Regions from separate parts of the Mus musculus genome. Here regions 1, 2 and 4 are each linked to region 3. Evidence: chromatin contacts called from public HiCAR-type, HiChIP or PLAC-seq and promoter capture Hi-C data. All regions are on one chromosome and are shown on one strand. The core of a region is the stretch at or near the end of the contact, and the rest is flanking DNA. Distances in the headings are between cores, read along the strand shown.

Region 1 (2,700 bases), core at 76-2,575, 2.6 Mb before region 3:
GGGAAGTGAGCCAAGACAGCAGGATGAAGAAAGAGTGTCTCCTGACAGTCATTTCCTGACACAGGCTAATGAGTTTCAGAGAGACAGAATTAACATGTGCTCTGAACCTGGGCCATGTGCCCTTCGTGTCTCAAGAACCCTATCTAGTGTACAGCCCACCTGCCCGAAGCAGCCAATCATTACCATGTTTGATGTTCACGGTAAAATAGCTATAATGACTTTCCTGCCCTCTCTACTTTGAAGACTTTTGAGTAGCTAGCTGCTTTTTCTTACCAGCCTGTCTACAGCATTGGGACATTTGTCTTGTGGATGACATTCAAGATCACATGTTACCCCATGGCTGCTGGCTTTTTCCAAAGTCATCTTATATGCTCTTTGGGTGATCAACTTTCCATAAAGCAATCTTGTCAGAAGTACTAATATAGTCCTTGGCCCAGCCTGTCTGGCATCAAGATTTATAAACAGCCAAGTTTACAAGCATAGTGGCCTTCCTCACTTCCAGCATAGATCTGGGCGTCTCAGGAGGTGCCCTCAGTACAGTGCTTTGAGATTCATAGGTCATCAGATCCTAGCTCAAGATTGAACCTGTATTGAAGGAGCTTACCCTTGACTTGGGAGTTACCTAAGTTATATTAACTTAGTAGAAACTCCCAGCAACCACAGCCAGGGCTGTGAAGTAGAAGCTTTGAAAAGAGGTGTTCCCTGGAGTGAACTTCCGGAGGCCAAGGCTTTCATTTGGTTCACTCAGTGTTTCCATAATAAAGGTTGGATGGAGGGATGGTCGTCCCTATGCTCAGAGAATCCCTGATGGGTGGCTGAGTGAAGACACTTAAATTTGCATTCTCCAGAGATTGTTCAGAGCATCTTTTGTTTATCCATAGCTTCCTCAGCTGTTAAGACCTGAGCAAGCGGCCAGACTTGAGAAGGTTCTGAGGGAAGGTGGCGAGAGTAAGACTGGTTCAGTTAGTAAGAGGCCGACATTGCTGTGCGGATCCTCTCTAAAATGCACAAACACTATTCAGTCCCGCTTTGGCTTCCTGGGCTTCTGGAGCAGGCAAACAGGCTGACTTTCCCGGTGCTTGGAGCCCGCCTTCACCCCTGCGCCTTCCCTTCCCTCCCTGTCGGCCAGGATACCTTGGGGTATTGGTTGGTTGTTGCTTGATCACCTTCAGGAGTTCCCCTTCATTGGAAGCAGGAATGTGTGTTGTGGGCCCAACCCAGCTGGGGGGGGGGGAGGCGGCGGGGGAGGCGTGCATGTTACCAAGGAGACGGGGCGGGGCAGGCCTCCGCCCTCCAAATCTGGAGCGCACGCGCCCACAGCCACGGTCACGTCCCGCCGCGAAAGGGGCGGAGCGAGCGCGAGGGGCAAGCGCACACAGGCTCCACGACTGAGCCCCTATCTTCCTCCGGCGCCCGTCCGCGTCCGTGGGGCCGCCGCTGAGGTGAGGGCGGGGCCAGAGGCGAGGCGTTCCCGACGGGGTGTCTGCCGGGGCTCCCCCTCATCCCCTCCCGCCTGCTCCCCGCGGCCTGAGCCGCCCTCTGCCCCGCGTCTGACTCACTGCTGGCCCAGCCTGCTTCCCGGGCCTGAAAGCGACGGGGAGGCGGTCCTGACCTCTCGGCGCGGATCCTGCCTCGGTGCTGGGTGCGGGAACGTCCGGGGTCCGTGGGACTAGAGGGGAACGGGCGGGGCCCTCACCTTTCAGCAGCGCTGCCTGTGGCCGCGCGTCGCGTCGCCGCTCCAAACTTTAGCGTGTCTGAAGTTGCAGAGGTGCAGGAGGCCGTGAAGCGAGCCGGGGCGGCAGGAAGCCGACAGCACGAAGCGGCGACCCCAAGGCCCCCCGGCTGCTAGCACCCAAGTTCGCCGGCGCAGGTCCCTTTAAGGGCCCGGCCCTCCGCAGAGCGCACGTGAGCGGCCTCCGGAAGCCTGCGCCTAGTCCCTACTCCGACGCTTGCGGGCCAAGGAAGTCATCTCTACCCTGCACCTCTGACATTAGTGGAAACTGAGGCCCAAGAGAGGGCACACGCTGCCCAAGGTCAGCAGCAGGGGTTGCGTTGGCGCCAAGTGTGGTAGTCGGGCCCAGTGAAGATCATAGGCATGACGTTGTGAAGCTGGACTTGGCCTGACTCCCCCCCCCCCCCCGCGCGATCTGAGGGTGGGGTTGGCGCGTTTGTAGACGGGTCCCCGTTCTGTGGGCTTTCCCTGGAACAGGGTTACTCAGGGCCTGCTTTGCTCACTGCCTGTGTCTAGGGCTGGGATGACTGTTCCTTTCTGCCCCCCTAGCGCCGGAGTACTGGAGCCCTGCTGGACTGGATGCTATGAGTTGCTAAAAGTGAGCCTGACTTTTTCGGTGAGCCTTCCCATCCCCTGTCCTCGCCTTTCTCTATTGGGTGTGGGGAAATTTGCCTTACTTCTTCCTTGGCTGACCAAAGCTCTGGGGATGGGCAGAAACATAGCCCCCTTTTTCTGAACAGTTTGCGAAGTGGAAGGAAGAGACAGGTTGGGAGCTAAGTTCCCTTAAACAGAAGTGTGTGGCAGTGCTTGTCACTCCCAAGACAGGCTATGGCCTAGATATTGAGAGCTTCTAGCCTTGAGATAAGCGAGGGCCAAAAGATGAAGTGCCTTTTTGGAAACCAGAGGAGGGAAAAACTGTCAGTGAACGGCGGTTAGACTGTTGGGTTCCCATGGCCTGTGTTTTGGTC
Region 2 (2,700 bases), core at 117-2,616, 2.0 Mb before region 3:
AGTACCAAGCCCGGGGAATCCCATACATGAAAACTGAACATGTTTGCAGGCGTCCCGCGGCAGTGCCCTGTGTATTCCTTTTTACAAACAGTAGTTTCTGGGAAAGCTAGCTGGGAACTACAAGGCTAAATGGCGGAGGTTTGGCAGGCGCTACGTTGTTTAGGAGTGGGATAAACTGTTACCTGGAGTTTTCTCTGTCAGCTTGTACAGAGAATCAGAAAGCCCTAGGTGTCAGGAAAATACGAGCGTCAGTCTCCCAAGCACTATGGAGAACTGGATGACTTTATGCATGCTAGGGAAGGTCTCTCCCACAGGACTACACTTTCAAGTTCCCTTGAAAAGTGAGAGTTAGGCTTCATTGTGTCCCACATCTTGCAAATGAGCTCAGTGTGAGAAAAGATATACTAATACACGCTTTAAAAAAAGCTAGAACCCCATCCCTAGACTCCGCCCTCTTCCACCCATGCTTACGGATACAGTTGTCTTTCTACCTTTTTAGGGGCTTGAATGTAGCTCAGTGGTAGAGCGCATGCTCGCTCGTTACATGGACAGCCCGGGCACAGTCTTCAGTACCCTCCTGTCCCTAAACTTAGATATCTTTTTGCAGCTGAGTCTTTTATTGTTCCTGTATAGTTACGCTGTAGCTTCCCGACCTTTACCCCAAGACCTTTCTGTCCTTCACTCTGCCCAGTGGAGAAAATGATTGTTTGGGCTTCATTACTGGAACCCGGCCTTTGCCTGCTCTAGCACTGGGCTGTTTTTGTTGTGAAGGGTGTAACTCAGGACTTGTTTTTTGCTATCATGGAGCCAGAAAGGGATGTTCCTGGCAAGGCTGATCATGACCAGCTGTATGGGGACAAGGGTGTCTGGTCTTGTCCTATAGATTGAGCCCCATAGCACATGTCCTTTTGCTTATAACCTGGGGACTTGCTGAAGGTCTGACCTTGAGTGAGATTTGTGGTTACTCTTGATTCGTGCCTGGACCACTTGCTGAACTAGCCTGAGTCCTGAGCTTCCTTAGGCTGTGTGCACTGGTAAATCTGCAGCCTTTCCACATGGACCCAGCTTTGCCAGACTGGTTGTATGAGCTAACAGAGCAGGCTAGAGGTCAATGGACTCCGGGTCAGTTGGCTAGACAACCAATAGCCTTTTTTTTTTTTTTTCTTGGCAGTAGAAGTGGTAAAGGAACGTCTAAGGCATAAATGCCAGAAAGGGGGCACTGCCGTGGTGTGAGGGCTTTGGAAGTACAGGATGTGGAAGAAGAATGGCCCAGGGGCCTGCTGGTAGGAACGGCGTCCTTCATGAATGATTAACTTCTAGGCAAAGGAGGTGACCTAGGAGGAAGGTCCACTTAACAGGAACTTTGGACTTGGAGCAGAGTGTCCAGAAGACTGGTGTGTGGTCTACAGAAGAGGACGTGGCTGGGCATCAGGGCTGGGCTTTCAGGGCTGGTGTAAGATCAGGTTTGCTGCAGGCTTCATGACTTCTCCAGGTTTCATTTCAGGTTATGGAGTCCGCCAGTCCTGAGCCCTCGGAGGGGTGGCCATGATGGATGGTGGGGTTCTGTCCGTGGCCTCACTCCTTCTCCTCCCTCTCTAGGCAGCTATGGACACGAGGCTGTGCTGAGAGAAGCGGGGCATGGCTGCGGCCCTACAGGTCTTGCCCTGTCTCCTCCGAGCCCCATCCCGTCCACTCCTCTGGGGGCCCCCAGTGGCCCGGATGACCAGTGGTATGGCTTTGGCAGAACAGGCACGGCAGCTGTTTGATAGTGCAGTGGGTGCTGTGCAGCCAGGCCCCATGCTGCAGAGGACACTGTCCCTGGATCCTAGTGGCAGACAGCTGAAGGTGCGGGACCGGACTTTCCAGCTGCGGGAAAACCTCTACCTAGTGGGCTTCGGCAAGGCCGTACTGGGCATGGCAGCTGCTGCCGAGGAGCTGCTGGCTCAGCATCTTGTGCAGGGTGTGATCAGCGTACCCAAGGGGATCCGAGCCGCTATGGAACATGCTGGAAAGAAGTAAGAGTCTATGGGCGCAGGGGGACGCCCTCTACTGTCCTTTGGAAGAACACCTCCCTTCCTCTTTGATCTCCCTATCTCCTGGGTCTGGCCTGGTTTCTAAATGGGTTATCAGTGGGCCGCTTTCACCTGTACAGCTGAGAAGTCAGGTCGGAGGAGAGGAGCCCACCCCCATCCCTTCTCCCTTCTCAGAGAGATGCTGCTGAAGCCACACAGCCGCATCCAGGTGTTCGAGGGCGCCGAGGACAACTTACCGGATCGGGATGCACTCCGGGCCGCGCTGACCATCCAGCAGCTGGCAGAGGGGCTCACTGCAGATGACCTGCTGCTGGTGCTCATCTCAGGTGTGGGACCAGCCGACAGGGGTGCCCCGAGTACCATATGGTCACAGGGTGAAGTCAGGACCATGGCAGACAGTGAGGAACCTGGAGGGTACCTAGTGAGTGGTGTCAGGTTGGTCACCTCTCCTCAGCTGGAAGTTCACCCTGTTGAACATCTGTAATGGTGAAGGCACAGCTGGGTACTAACACTGACACACATCAGAACCTTTGGAAGACATTGCTGTCTGCAGCGGTGTCATTCGTGCTCCTGAAGCTGAGTTTCCAGACCCCATGGATCTCTCTTCTTGCTTATTTGCTGTTTTTTCTTGCTCTTTCTTAGTTAAATTTAAAAACAAAAATTTTTG
Region 3 (2,700 bases), core at 131-2,630:
ACTGTGTTTCCCAGATTTCAAGTTGCTCCTAAATGGCAGCTCCTATCAGAAAAGCCCCCCAAGATTAAAAAGGTGGCCTTTCTGTATCAAAAGGAAATGAGATAGAGGGAGGTGAGGGCCCAGAGGCACAAGCTGAAAGGTCCACATGACACAGCTCTGAGTCCAGGCCTGTGGTAGATCCTGGCTTTCCCTCCACAGCCCCCAAGAAGAAACAGGATCTCTGGCCACACACCATCGAACACCATGAGCACACTTTCTGATGAAAAAGTTAAAGACTTTTAGGACTGAAAATAATTTGGTTTGAAAAATTTTTTAAATTTCCTAGCTATTTTTCCAATGGTATTCACACCATAAAATGACAATAAGAAACAGAGAAGACTGGGGTATATTTTATTCAATACAGTATTTCCAAAATATAATTCGATGTAGGCTCAATATGTAAAGGTATTATCTAGTAGATATTTTATATTATTTTCAGTTAAGTTTTCAAAATCCAGTATGTAAACACTTACTGTGTTTATTTGGATGCCAAATTTTGATTTAAAATATTTCTCTTTGTGACGAGATTTCAAAACATCCTTACTTGATAAAGCAGACCACCAACTCAAACCTTTCCAACTGTAGCTAACGGCTGTCCTCTGCTGTGCCGGTGACATTTCGATGCAGAGGGCTGTGGTGACCCACAGTGGCACTGCAGAGCTGTCAGAACATGTCTCGCCTGATCAGACCAGCTCCCAGGGAGCTGTGGAGCTCTGACATAGCACCGATTAGTTACGGATCTCCTCAGCTTTTTCTATGTAACCTAAGTGGCCTTGATCGCCTGTTCTCCTAACAGGCTACACTTCCTTGTGAGCTTTCACCTGCATGAGATTTCACCAGAACTACTTCCTGTTGGGTTAGAAAGAGGCTTATTGGGAACTCCGAAATCTTCAAGCTATTGCTTTCTCTGAGGTGCTAAATTAAGCTCCAAAACACTGCTAAAAGGGGTACAGCTGCAAGTATTTCAGAACAAGGTTATTTAGGCCTGGGGTGTCTATTCACTTGGCTGAATTCCAGAAATAGCTCTACCATTCTCAGTGTGACCTCATCACAGGTCATGTGTATAAAGTGAATGCTAACCCATTAGACACCAGACTCAATGGCAGTTATGGGGTTTCCTATTTACCTCACGTCTGTGTGATCCTTACTTAACATTATAAAACCCAGTGATCGAAATAGATGCTAAAATCTTTACCATGGGTGAATAATTAGCCTTGTGCTCAAACTACTCAAGAGATGTGAGATGTAAGTTTTGAGCTGGTCAAGAGTGTGCCCCGGGTTGCTCCATCACATCCTGGCTGTCAACCGTCTGGCTTGGTCCTGAAGCTCCATCTTGGCGATCGCTGAGAGGTGGACTTCGTCAGGGCCGTCTGCCAAGCGCAGGGTGCGTATGATGGCGTACCTGAGAGAATGGGGTCAGAGTTATCAGAGAGCACAACACCGTCATGTCATGCTCACTCCAAACCAAGGAAAAGGAACATGAAGAGAAAGGCCAAAGGCTTCTGAAGCTGCCATTTTAAAGATCTCAGCTCAGGGAGATTCAAGATGGCTACCCAGAGGCGAAGGTAACTCGGGACTATGTCAGGTTGGTAGCTGACACTATGGTGGGGGGGGGGGCGCGGAGATTCTTTCCTGTGACTAAGAACTTTGGTGGTAGAATCAGAGAGATCCACTGTTTCTATGGGCCATGCAAGAGTGGGGACATTGTGGCAGTTCAGAAGTAAAGCCAGAAGTGGGTGTGGCTTTCTTTGTGTGGGGGCACCCCAACAGTGAGAGCAGAAGGCCTTAGACTAGGCAGTAATCCCCACTGGGTGGAAGGACTTCCTCAGGGAAGGCTGCTGCGACTGGTGCTCCCGGCCTCAGCGGCGCAGAGGGACCAGGCATGGGCATATGCTGACCAGTCAGGGTCTCTGGTGCCTGGGAGGGAACTGAACCCAAGGACAGAAAGTTCCTCTCAACTCCCTTTTGCATTGCTCCACAGAAACACAGGCACACAAAGGAAGAGTACATTTGGGGCCCTGGGGACACTGAATGCATTTTAGGATACTCGGAGGCAAGGAAAAAAGTTCAGAGGATATAAAATTCATTTAATGAAATAATAAAGACAAATAGGACATCAAATAGACATGATCAGAAAAGACCTTCACCATGGCATAATATACTTAAACTGTCAAAGGTACAAAGGCAAAGTAGGAGTTGCAGCATCTGCAAGAGGAAAATGACAGCCACATGCAGGGGTGACCTTTCTAGACTAACAGCTTAGCTCTCAGCAGAAAACCCATAGGCCAGGAAGGAATGCATTCTAAGTCCTAAAAGGAGGTAACTGTGATACAAGACTATTATAACGCCCAGCAGAGCCAGCCTTTAGAAACGAAGGAGAATGGCTTTCCAAGGCAAGAAAAGCCCGGGGACTCTGACCATCAGGCCAGCCTTACAAATGACAAGTAAAAGAAAGCACTTCAGTTGGCTGAGGGTAGCTCTTTTGGCACAGTGACAATCTAGCATACAGGGGCCCTGAATTTGATTCCAGCACTGCATATAAAAGCCAGGCAAGATAGCACATGCCTGCAAGCCCAGGATTTAAGAGTTAGGGACAAGAGGGACATCAGAAGTCCAAGGTCTTCCTGTGCTACATAGCAAGGTGAGTTTGAGGCTAGCCTG
Region 4 (2,700 bases), core at 155-2,654, 2.3 Mb before region 3:
TCCACCTGTACAGCTTAGCGCTCTTTCTTTCCTTCAGGAGCTAGGAACTGGGAATGGAGGCTGGAGGAGAGTGGGCGGGTGGACAGAGCCTGTCTGGGGACACAGGGTGGGGCAAGCCATCCTCTCTGCAGCCTGGGCCTGCCAGGGTGTGTGGGCCGCCCGCTCCCAGCCCCCCACCCTGAGCATGCAAAGAGAACAATCCCCTTGTGTTTGGGCAGCCTGAGCCTGCGTGCTGATGAAGGCTACGGGGTGGGGGCTGGGATAGGGGTGCTTTGAAACAAGAAGGGGTTCCAGGACCTAGAAAGATAATACTCTCAAATGGAAAAAACAATAGACCCTCCCAGATGTTGGCCCTGAGGCCACCAGGGTGACCCCACTGAACACTGAACGCCAGAGATAACTCCTGACCAAAGCTTAGTGTGTTTATAGGGAAGACAGGAACCCTGGGGACACATGCCTTGTTGGTCCAGGGAGAAGGTAACGTCTTTGGCTTGGTGGGAACCCAAAGCCACACATTCTGAGAGAAGGGGTGTGAAAGGACCAAGGTACATCCCCTGGAGGACCATTCCCTTGGGTGCCGGGGTGGGGCGGGGCTCTGGGTGCCACAGGTCTCAAGATGGCGGGCCTGGTTTAGGAGTGTGAGGAGGTGGGCACCTCCCTCTCCTAGCCAGGGATGCCTGAAGGCCAGGTTTAAGTATGTGGCGGAGTCCCTTCACCTCCATCCCCAGTACCCCAGCCAAGAAGCTAGGTCAGAGCTGGAGATGAAGAGCCACAGGAAGGGGGGAGAACACTGTGCTCCCAACTATCTCCATCCACCTTGGCCTGGAGGTCTGTGTCTGGCTCCCCGAAGGACTGCAGAGAATGGGAAGGGGTGTGTGTGAGAGCCAGGAGCTGCAGAGAGTGGCAGATGAGAACAGGGACGAAGTAGAACCCGAACCCGGGACATGAGGTCCAGAACTGAGAGCTCAAAGGACAGAAACGGCAAACAGGATGAGAGCTTCAAACCTGGTACCCAAGGTCCAAGAAACCCCTCCCTGTAGTGGGGTGTTCCCCTGGAAAACCAACGCCCCCCACCTGTACAGGCCTCAGCCGCATTGGACAGAAAACGTGTTCTTCGCAGCGCCCCCCCCCCCAGGACCGCGATCGGGTGCACACTGGAGCCGATTCCCCGCCCCCCCCCAGCGAACCCCCAAACTTCAATGGCCCGCGGTGCCCCGCCCGGCCCGCGCCTTACCTCGCTGGGGCTGTTCTGCGGCGGCGGCAGCGGCTGGGCCGCTCAGTCCCACATTGTCCCCGGGAAAGGCGGCCGCTCACAACTGCGAGTGACATCAGCTGCGAACAATGAGGGGTTTGACAGGCGCGGAGCCCGGCCGGCCCGGAGCCCGGCTCCGCGCCCCCCCACCCCCACCCCCCGGCCCGCCTGGCCCGGCCCCGCCCCGCCCCCTCCCCGGATCCGATTACAGCGCGGCGGGCCCGCCCCAGCAGCCCCAGTGCCGCAGCCGCCCGCCCCGCCCCGCCCCGCCCCGCCCCGCGCGGTCCGGCGCCCCGAGCATCCGTCGTTTCCGGGAGGGAGCGATGGACCCTTCCCATGCGGCTCACCAGGGGCCCCGGATCCTCCCTGTATGGCTCTCTCCCGGCCTGTCCTTCCCGCCCAGCGCTTCTGCGGAGCTCCCCGCAGCCTTCATCTCAGTCCTGGCCGCGCCTCCCGGCTTCTGTCCCACAGCCCTCTGCCCTGCCCCGGCTCTTGCTTCTTCACCATCCTTCACTCCGGGGTCCAGCCCACCTAGACCCGCTACCTCCGGCGTCCGCACTGTCCGACCCTGGTCCTGGTCCTCCCAGGAGAGGCTACCCGACCAGCTGGAGGAGGGGCATGAGAGCCGTTTGGCCCTTAAACAACCTGTCCCGTGATCCTTCCAATCTCCTGCCAAATTCCTTTTGGAGCTAGGGTCAGAGTGCCATTAACTCCTTTACTAGGAAAGGGATAGGTTGTGTGTGTGTGTGTATATGTGTGTGGGTGGGTGTGTGGGGGGGGGGGGGAATTGAGCCTGCCCTTCCCCCATCTCAGAGCAGATATTCTCCCCCTTTCAGTAATCGGCTCATATAGGTCCCACTGACCTACACCTCCCCCCTCAGCTGAGTCTCTTGGCACCTGGATGTATGTGGGTGGGGAGGGGAATCCAATCTCCCTTTCCCTCCATCTGGCCTAGTGGACAAAGGGCAGGGGGACCATTTGGTCCCGCCAGGGTGGGGGAGGAGCCCACAGTGGCAGTCCCAAGGGGAAGGGGGAGGGGCGGCGCTCCGGAGACAGCAAAAGCATGTGAGGTCTAATTGTATCACTTTATTTCAGGGACCTCCGAAGTCGGTCTCCTCTCCTTATCCCACTCCCAAACCTCAGGGCAGGAAATGGGCTTGGCTGAGAAGATCCGTGCTTGATTACCTGGGGAGGTATGCAGCCCCTAAGGGAGATTTGAAGAGCACCTCCCCTTCTGAGGAGGCCATTCTGGTCTGGGACCAGTTGCAACGGGTAGGTAAGAGAAATCTAGCGGTGGCCACATTTTTATCCTGGCAAGTGGATCTCTGTTTACAAAGATTCCCTCCATCCTTCAGGAAACTGCACATGTACCTGTGCAAACTACACAAGAATGTGGGACCCCTGTGCTGCTCCCAAGGGAAAGGTTCTGTCTGGGTGTGGGATGGATC

The links. Promoter capture Hi-C pulls out the DNA fragments that hold promoters and counts their contacts. HiCAR-type assays count read pairs that join an accessible place to other places. HiChIP or PLAC-seq counts read pairs in DNA pulled down with a chosen protein or histone mark.
Region 1: a promoter capture Hi-C map of hippocampal neurons shows a contact between it and region 3, with 4 times the contacts expected there. The contact joins the promoter of Tex264 here to the promoter of Ackr4 in region 3. A contact is called at or near these places in 2 of 39 promoter capture datasets (hippocampal neurons and liver) and 1 of 115 datasets of contacts at active chromatin or transcription factors (embryonic forebrain).
Region 2: a contact with region 3 is called in an H3K27ac HiChIP or PLAC-seq map of embryonic stem cells, with 5 times the contacts expected there. The contact joins the promoter of Glyctk here to the promoter of Ackr4 in region 3. A contact is called at or near these places in 2 of 39 promoter capture datasets (embryonic stem cells and hippocampal neurons) and 2 of 115 datasets of contacts at active chromatin or transcription factors (both in embryonic stem cells).
Region 4: a HiCAR-type map of astrocytes shows a contact between it and region 3, with 2.5 times the contacts expected there. The contact joins the promoter of Pcbp4 here to the promoter of Ackr4 in region 3. A contact is called at or near these places in 2 of 39 promoter capture datasets (hippocampal neurons and liver) and 1 of 115 datasets of contacts at active chromatin or transcription factors (astrocytes).

The regions. Positions count from the first base shown.
Region 1 is chr9:106,684,577-106,687,276 of GRCm38.p6, reverse strand. It overlaps Tex264 (testis expressed gene 264), which reads left to right and starts at 1,325. Exons shown (of 6, transcript NM_001081654.2): 1 at 1,325-1,442; 2 at 2,282-2,348.
Region 2 is chr9:106,156,804-106,159,503 of GRCm38.p6, reverse strand. It overlaps Glyctk (glycerate kinase), which reads left to right and starts at 1,366. Exons shown (of 4, transcript NM_174846.4): 1 at 1,366-2,015; 2 at 2,208-2,359. The coding sequence starts at 1,639. D030055H07Rik (a long non-coding RNA gene) reads right to left here. Exons shown (of 7, transcript XR_003948237.1): 6 at 2,270-2,511.
Region 3 is chr9:104,125,323-104,128,022 of GRCm38.p6, reverse strand. Ackr4 (atypical chemokine receptor 4) reads left to right here and starts at 1,380. Exons shown (of 3, transcript NM_145700.2): 1 at 1,380-1,604. Acad11 (acyl-Coenzyme A dehydrogenase family, member 11) reads right to left here. Exons shown (of 20, transcript NM_175324.4): 20 at 367-1,441. The coding sequence ends at 1,327.
Region 4 is chr9:106,452,542-106,455,241 of GRCm38.p6, reverse strand. It overlaps Pcbp4 (poly(rC) binding protein 4), which reads right to left and starts at 1,404. Exons shown (of 13, transcript NM_021567.5): 1 at 1,235-1,404. Abhd14b (abhydrolase domain containing 14b) reads right to left here. Exons shown (of 4, transcript NM_029631.3): 4 at 2,324-2,700.